2 separate regions of the Capra hircus genome follow, and region 1 is linked to region 2. The links are chromatin contacts, called in public Hi-C maps. All regions are on one chromosome and are shown on one strand. The core of a region is the stretch at or near the end of the contact, and the rest is flanking DNA. Distances in the headings are between cores, read along the strand shown.

Region 1 (4,157 bases), core at 633-3,132, 140 kb after region 2:
AGTACATATAGTCCCAAAGAGTCAGACATGACTGAGCGACTAAGCACAGCACAGCACAATGAAGTATTTAAAGATGAAATAATAAGCCGCCTGGGATTTGCTTCAAAACAATTGGGTGGGGGTGAAGTGGGGGAGTGGGTGGTGCAGAAGCAAAACAAGATTAACCACGTTGCTCATCGTGGGAGCTGGGTGATGGCTGCATGGGGTTCACGATAATAGTTTCTATATGTTCGTACATTTGTTAGTTCTTTCAAAAGAAAGCATAAGAGCTTGTCCAAGAATAAAAGGCATGGGGCGGGGGGGAGTCACTTCCTCAGAAAAGCCTTTCCAACCCTGGAGGCTAGGTGAGGCCCATTTTCTGTGCGGCCACATCACCTCTGTCACGGCACTCATACTAATTGCAACGACTCTGTTGGGTAGTTGTGGGTTATAATATCTCTCTCCCGCATAGACAGCAGAAAGTAGAGTTATGTCTGCCTAAATCCTTCTTCTGTCCCAGAGCACATTTGGTGAATAGATCAACGACAAGTGAGTGAATGAATGAGTTCAGAGACAGCTCACCATCTGGGCTGGTCCAGAGAAGGCAGTTCCCTGAAGAGAGGGAGGAGGAAGTGGAGAAAGGAGGGAAGAAGAGGAGGATGGAGAAGGAATCCCAGATGAGTTCTCTCCAACCCAAATATATTACATTATATCATGTCCTATCATATTATGTTGTATTATATAATTTTTCTTTGGTCACCATTTTCTTTCATTAAAGAGAGTTCTAGAATTAAGCTTCAAAATAGATAATATATTCACATGTTTCAGTATTCAAGAGAAACAAAAAAGGCCACAAAGAAAATCTCCCTTGGGAATTCCCTTGCAGTCTAGTGGTTAGGACTCCGCAGCTTTCACTGCCAAGGGCTTGGGTTCAATTCCTGGTCAGGGAACTAAGAACCCATAAGCAACCAGAGGTGACCCTTGCCCATCAGAGGAAGGGCTGCAGCCTGAGTTAGAGGATTCTGGGCCCAGGTCTGCCACCTTCGCTTGACAGGGGGCCTTACGTAGGCCACTTTCCCAATAATAATAGCTCTCTCCAGAAACTGAAAGTAGTAGTGTCTCAGTCGTATGGACTCTGCAACGCCATGGACTGTAGCCCGTCAGGCTCCTCTGTCCACGGGATTCTCCAGGCAAGAATACTGGAGTGGGTAGCTGATTCCCTCTCCAGGACATCTTCTCATCCAGGGATTGAACCCAGGTCTCCCACATTGCAGAAAGATTCTTTATGGTGTGAGCCACCAGGGAAGCTCCAGGCACAGCGATAAACATGTTGCATGTGTAACTTCCCACATCCCTAAGAGGCTGGAACGTTTGCAGCCTGAGCTCAGAGAGATTAGGGAACCAACTCAAGGCGGCCCAGGTCTTAAGTGACAGAGTCAAGACATACATCCAGTCTTGGCGGTCCAAAGTTAAGACTCTGCACTTCTACTGCAGAGGCTTGGGCTGGATCTCTGGTTGGGAGCTAAGACCTCACGAGCTATCAGGACAAAAAAGAAGAATTCCAAGTTTAACATTTTGTTTCACTGCCTTAGATTCACCTTCAGTGAGGTGAAGCAGAGAGACCCTGACAAGCCTTTCCATCTCAGAAAGTCACGTGACCTGTGACTGCACAGTGAGGGGCTCAGAGAGAAACTGGCTGCAGGTAGCAGGTGGGGATGTGGAGTTCTCTCCATGGAGAAGGCCATGTACAGCCCCCACTTCTTATAGGAAGACGTGAAGAGAACGAGAGGGAGAAGGAAAGGGAGCTGGGGAGAGAGAGAGAGACCCCCGCAGGTGGGACAGGCAGCAGAACCCAGCCCCGCTGCCTCTGGCGGCCACTGCAAGGAGATGCGGTGACCTGGAGCGCCCTCTGGTGGCGCGCTCCGCAGGATGTCCTAGGCAGGCGGAGCCCAGGGGAGGAAGGGCGACCCCTTTTCTCCACTAGGATCATCTCTGGGCGCAGGCGGGCGCTACGCCCAGGATTGTCCTTCCGTGTGGAGGGAAACCAGCTTAATAATAGTAACACTTCTGCTGCTGCTGCTGCTAAGTCGCTTCAGTCGTGTCCGACTCTGTGCGACCCCATAGATGGCAGCCCACCAGGCTCCGCCGTCCCTGGCATTCTCCAGGCAAGAACACTGGAGTGGGTTGCCATTTCCTTCTCCAATGCATGAAAGTGAAAAGTGAAAGTGAAGTCACTCAGTCGTGTCCGACTCTTCGTAACACTGAGGCACTCTCAAAAAGAGCGCCCCTGAGACTGCTGAAAGAAGGGAAAGGATTCTTGAAGCCATGGAGTCACATTAGAGTCTTTCTATGTGTAACTCCCCAAGTGTCCCCCTCCACTGTGACCAGGGACATCTTGCATTTGCCTCTGATGACATCTTCACCCGTTCACAGGGCTGCTGAACGCCTCCTGCCCCATCTCTCTAGGCTGAGCCGGCCCTGCCTGTGAGCCTCACTGAGCCCAAGGCCTCAAAGCCTGTGATGAGGCACAGAGCTGTCGACTACAAACTGGCACTTAGCAAGAGCACTGCCAATGACTGAGCAACAGAGGCATTTGCCACCTGCCTCCATGGAGACTGAACCCCAGGCTGCTGTAGCTGTTGACCTTCAGCAATGCCTGAGAGAGCTCAGGGTGGACTGAGGCACTCTGCTCCAGGGAATCTGGTGGGACCGGTCTTTAGATAGTTGGATGTTTTTAGGAACAGATTTTATGCTCTCAATCTTTGCATCGCCTCATATCTAGAGAAGCACTAAATCCCTTAATGGTGACGTCAGACCCTCATGACTATCCAAAACCCTTTTGTAAATTGAGTGCTTCGTGGTATTGAGCTCCCCCTTCACCAAAACCTTATATATTGAATTTCCCCCACTGCCGCTTTTGAGCAGTCTCTCAGAGCTATCTGAGATTGTTCTTCCTGGGCTGCAGTCCTCATTTTGCCCCCAATAACCCTGAACTCACAACTCTCAAGTTGTACATCTTTTTTAGTTGGCAGAGTCATAGCAAGGACAGGGGCTCTTGAGACCATCAAACTGTTCTTTCTTTCGTTTATTCAGTTAGTGTGTATGGAGCCCCTACTATGTGCCAGCCACGTGGGCCCTGTGGATGCAGGAATTAATGACAGACAAGGAATTGAGATTCCAGGCAAGGCGAGGCAGACAACAAAGAAGGTAAGCCGTGTGGCCCAAAAGTGAAAGGCGAAGTCGCGAAGTCGTGTCTGACTCTCTGCGACCCCATGCACTAGAGCCTACCAGGTTCCTCCATCCATGGGATTTTCCAGGCAAGAATACTGGAGTGGGTTGCCATTCCCTTCTCCAGGAGAAGGTGTGGTCCAAAGTGCCTTGAAAAATATGCAATGGAAGAAAGTGCCCACGTTTGAGGAAATGTTTTAAGGTGAGGAGGGAAGGGAAGGCCTGTCTGGCGAGGCATGCTGAGGACACAGGACTGGGGAGAGCAGGGAGCGGAACGTCAGGTAAAAGCTGGGGGCTGAGGACCACATCTGCCTGAATGTGCGCCAGGGGCCTGGATGTTTGGCTTTGATTCTGGAGTCCAAGGAAGTCACTGGAGGGCTGTGAGCGAGGACGGCATGATCTGAATTGCAGTTTTAATAATAGGTCATTCCATTTGCTTGGAGAACAAATGACAGGAAGGGTGAGAGTGGAAGCAGGGAGGCAGCTAGGAGAGGGCTCCAGGTCTCCAGATAAACAGGGGTGGCTGCTGAACCAGAGTGGGGCGGAGTCCGATTCTGAGGAATCTGAGAGGCCAGATGGAAAAGAGCAGCTGGTGGGCCGCAGGTGGAGGGGCTGAGACCAGGCTGGTGCCTCCCCCTCCACACTCCTTCCAGCCTGAGGATAGGGCCACTGAGTCATCTGCTGGGCTCACTTAGAAGAGGGGCAAAGGACCCTAGACTCTTGCCATAAGCCCCCAGGGATGTGGCTCAGAGTATTCAGCGGCTGGGGACCTGGAGGCCAGAGAGGCTTCCAGCCTCACAGAGCTCTTTCCCCCTCTCATTCTCATACCCATCACTGTCTCCTTTCTTTGTCTCTTTTCTTTCTCCCTTCCCTCTCCAGCTCTTACACACACACACACACATGCATGCACGCAGTTTACTGCAGCCTTTATCAGAAGGAAGCCTCCTGCA
Region 2 (4,419 bases), core at 1,215-3,714:
ACTGGTTGGATCTCCTTGCTGTCCAAGGGACTCTCAAGAGCCTTCTCCAACACCACACTTCAAAAGCATCAATTCTTCAGTGCTCAGCTTTCTTTATAGTTCAACTCTCACATCCATACATGACCACTGGAAAAGCCATAGTTTTGACTAGGTGGACCTTTGCTGGCAAAGTAATGTCTCTGCTTTTTAATATGCTGTCTAGGTTGCTCATAACTTTTCTTCCAAGGAGCAAGTGTCTTTTAATTTCATGGCTGCAGTCACCATCTGCAGTGATTTTGGAGCCCCTCAAAATAAAGTCTCACTGTTTCCAGTGTTTCCCCATCTATTTGCCATGAAGTGACAGGACCAGATGCCATGATCTTAGTTTTCTGAATGTTGAGTTTTAAGCCTACTTTTTCACTCTCCTCTTTTACTTCCATCAAGAGGCTCTTTAGTTCTTCTTCACTTTCTGCCATAAGGGTGGTGTCATCTGTATATATGAGGTTATTGATATTTTTCCTGGCAATCTTGATTCTAGCTTGTGCTTCATCTAGCCCAGCATTTAGAATGATGTACTCTGCATAGAAGTTAAATAAGCAGGGTAACAATTTGCAGCCTTGACATACTCCTTTCCCGATTTGGAACCAGTCTGTTGTTCCATGTCCAGTTCTAACTGTTGCTTCTTGACCTGCATACAGATTTCTCAGGAGGCAGGTAATGTGGTCTCATATTCCCATCTCTTTAAGAATTTTCCATACTGTGTTGTGATCCACACAGTCAAAGGCTTTGTCATAGTCAACAAAGCAGATGTTTTTCTGGAACTCTCTTGCTTTTTCAATGATCCAGCGGATGTTGGCAATTTGATCTCTGGTTCTTCTGCCTTTTCTAAATCCAGTTCGAACATCTGGAAGTTCACGGTTCACTGTTGAAGCCTGGATTTGAGAATTTTAAGCATTACTTTGCTAGGGTGTGAGATTAGTACAATTGTGCAGTAGTTTGAACATTCTTTGGCATTGCCTTTCTTTGGGATTGGAATGAAAACTGACCTTTTCCAGTCCTGTGGCCGCTGCTGAGTTTTCCAAATTTGCTGACATATTGAGTGCAGCACTTTGACAGCATCATCTTTTAGGATTTGAAAGAACTCAACTGGAATTCCACCACCTCCAACTAGCTTTGTTTGTAGTGATGCTTGGTAAGGCCCCCTTGACTTCGCATTCCAGGATGTCTGGCTCTAGTGAGTGATCACACCATCGTGATTATCTGGGTCATGAAGAACTGTGCATCTTTGTGGAATAAAATTTCCCTTGGCCCCAGGGTCTTTTCTCATAAGAGACGCACTTCAAAAGGCAGCCGTTACCAAACAGGAACAAAGCTGATGGCTAGTTAAAGTGGTAAGGACTGATTTTAATCAATCATGTATCACTGCAGTAGGGAAGGGTCTAGTGTGAACTGGACTCACTTTGGTTTATGCAGCAGCGTTTTAAATGAAGGATGGGGGAGTAGGGGTGGGGCTGTGGGGGATGAGCTCTGTAGACTCAGGGTAATGGAAAATTACAGAAGGGGGAGGGGCTGATCCAGGTGAATCTCGGATGTGCCTTTATGCCTGTTAGCAAACCCATGGTGAAGGACAGGGAAACCTGGTGTCTGCAGTCCATGGGGTCGCAAAGAGTCAGACACAACTGAGTGACTGAACAATAAAAAACAAACAGGCCTTTATCAAAATGGGGCTCCTACCCTCCCACAAAGACTGGGAAATGGGGTGCTATCTTCAGATGCTGGGTGGAACGATCAGTACATTCTTTGGCTGCCTTGAGTGTTTTCAGGCGGACACTTTAAGTGGGGGGATGCTTTATCCTAAGGATGTGGCCTTGAGCTGTTGAAAGCTTTATTAGTGTTTGTTCAAGTCTTTATGGCTGTAATCCACAGGCCCAGGAAAGAAGAAGGAGCCTGGCTAGAGTTTGGGCAAGGAGAGCATCTTTGTCACCATTCACTTCTGGAGAACGCCTGGGGAATCTGCAGCTCTGACTGTTACAGTGCAGAGAGCCCCAGACCCACACTGCCCTCACAGGCCAGCCCAGCCCAGCCCTCGCCCGACCTCGGGGCGCCTCTGACGACGAGAGTGTCAGCACATCAGGTACTGGCAGGGTCTTCCAATGCTAACTTCTGAATTAAGACTGTGATCAGGGGGAGGTCAACAAAGCAGTCACCTCAGGCACAGAATTCAAGGGGTGCCCCCCAAAGTAGTCAATAGAAATAATATTTTAATGCAACATTTTAATAAATCAAAATTAATACAAAAAAGTTTTGATGAACAAAATATCAAAATGTTAAGTAAAGATAGGGTCTGACAGTGCCGGCATTCGGGCAAGATAAGGAAGGCCCAGTTAGGCAAGAAGCATGCCTCAGACTCCCTGGGCAGCCAGGCCCTAGAGGTGGAAACTCTTCTTCATTCCCATGGGTGTCATCTTCACTCTTTCCACTAGGGGGCGAGCGTCTACCACACAAACCTCACCAGTCCCGCCGCTTAGAGGCTGGAAGACATCCCTGGCGTCTTCTCTCGCTGTTTCTAGATTCTGAGCCAAAGAGGGAAAAAAAGGGCGGGGGTGGGAGGCGGCAAGAAAGAGAGATTCTGATCCATGATATTATTCGACCATGACCCTCTGCTGGAGAAAAGAAAAAGAACCCAGAGCCACACACCTTCCTAGCATTTTCAGTTAAAGAGACTGCGTGCATGCTGCGCTGAGTCACTCAGTCGCGTCTGGCTCTTTGTGACCTTGTGGACTGTAGCCCACGAGGCTTCTCCGTGCGTACATTCACAATTACAGAGGCAGCTGGCAGAGTGCAGGAATACAGCAGTTGTCCAGGAAACAAGAAATCTGGGTTCCAGTCCTAGCTCTGTCTTCCCATTCCTTGTGTGGCTTCAGCCAAGTTATTTCACGTCAGATGGCCTCACTATCACTATCTGTGAAGCAAAGGATGGATCAGATGAGGTCTCAGAATCCATTTAGCACTAAACATTTGTGCTTCGGTCTCCAAAGCAGAGCTAAGAAAAGAGCCTGGAATTACTGAAATATAAATTAAAACAGCTGGATGAATCAAGCCAGCATGCTCTGAAGCACTGAACTTTCACATCTGGCCCTCTGCTTCTTCAGAAGACAATCGTCGGTTGCTATTATTAGGTTTCCTGAGCTGGAAGACAAGAAGACTCACTACTAGTGAACGTTAGCCACATGCTGAGTGTTACATGTATCGTCTTTTCTCAGTTTCTCAACCCTGCTGTGAGCAGTTATCATGACCACCGTTCCCACTTTAAAGATGGGGACGGTTGAGTCCTCAAAAGCTTGGGTCAATGCCAAAGGAGATAGATGGGCTCCAGGTTAGACATTTACAACTGGCCTCCTATTTGCATTTCATGGGCCACAAAGAAGTGGGCTTCAGGCTGGATGCTTACAACTCTAAGCACTTCCTGAGACAAGAGATAGGTGGGCTCCAGTTGAGCAATTTTACAATCAGCCTCCTGTTTTCCCTCCAAAATGAATGTAACAACAGAAACAGAGTAAACAGCCAGCCTTATCAGAGATTACGGGATCTCCGATTCCCCACCACCACCTTTTTTTGGGACAAAGACACTACACATATGTAAATTCTCCTTGTGGTCAAAAGTCAGGGGATAACGCCAGTCCATGAGTCTTGTTCCTCCCAGAAGCCTTCACTTCAAGATCCATCTTGGCTGAAGGGTGCATGCACACTCAGGGGAGTTTCCTAGGGCAGGTCAGGTATGGGAAAAGAAACCAGATAATTGGCTAAAGGTAAATAAAGACCTGGAAGAACTGACCTATATCAATGACTTAACCACCCCTTTACTGCGCTCCCCCTCACTAGGGGGGACACTCACACCCTTTCTCTTTGGGTGTACATCTCTACCTTACTTCTGTCTTAACTAAACAATACATTTCTCTGTGTGCTCTCATAGCACACAACAGATTGCTGTTGTGCTATGTGTCTAGTAATAAACTTTATACCTGCATTTGTAGTTTTTGCCTCCGTGATAAATGCATTTTTCACTGGGGGCATTTGCCCCTGGATCTTTTTTCCCTGGATCTTTAGCCTATATCCGTGGTTGGTTTGGTGGCTAGGATTCCTGCTTTCCATCCAGGCTACCCAGGTTTAATTCCTGGGTAGGAAATTAAGATCTCACCTCACACCTCCGTTCACTGCTGCCTCACCAAGATCAAGTCCAATCGCTAAGGCTGGAACCAAATGGGTGAATCTAGAGTCTGCACTTAGAACGACATTGGCCGTGAACGGGCCCCTTGGTGGGCAACAGGACCTCCCCGCCACACTGTGTGCCCCCCCCCCCCCATGGGAGGGGAACCAGAGAAATCAAGACAGCCCAGATTTAGAAGCACTCCTGCACAGTACGGGTTCGGCCCCAAATAC

What was found. Hi-C and Micro-C count contacts between places; a contact is called where the count stands out from the background.
Region 1: a contact with region 2 is called in a Hi-C map of blood, with 6 times the contacts expected there. The contact joins two enhancer-like sites. A contact is called at or near these places in 2 of 5 Hi-C or Micro-C datasets (both in blood).

Annotation. Positions count from the first base shown.
Region 1 is chr7:38,801,554-38,805,710 of ARS1.2, forward strand. No RefSeq gene overlaps it. Among named protein-coding and RNA genes, the nearest start is that of FABP6, 21 kb to the left of the region's middle. Within about 2 kb of position 1,883, at least 1 of the 5 cell types and tissues checked has an H3K27ac peak or open chromatin away from gene starts, as enhancers often do.
Region 2 is chr7:38,663,792-38,668,210 of ARS1.2, forward strand. No RefSeq gene overlaps it. Among named protein-coding and RNA genes, the nearest start is that of C1QTNF2, 30 kb to the left of the region's middle. Within about 2 kb of position 2,465, at least 3 of the 5 cell types and tissues checked have an H3K27ac peak or open chromatin away from gene starts, as enhancers often do.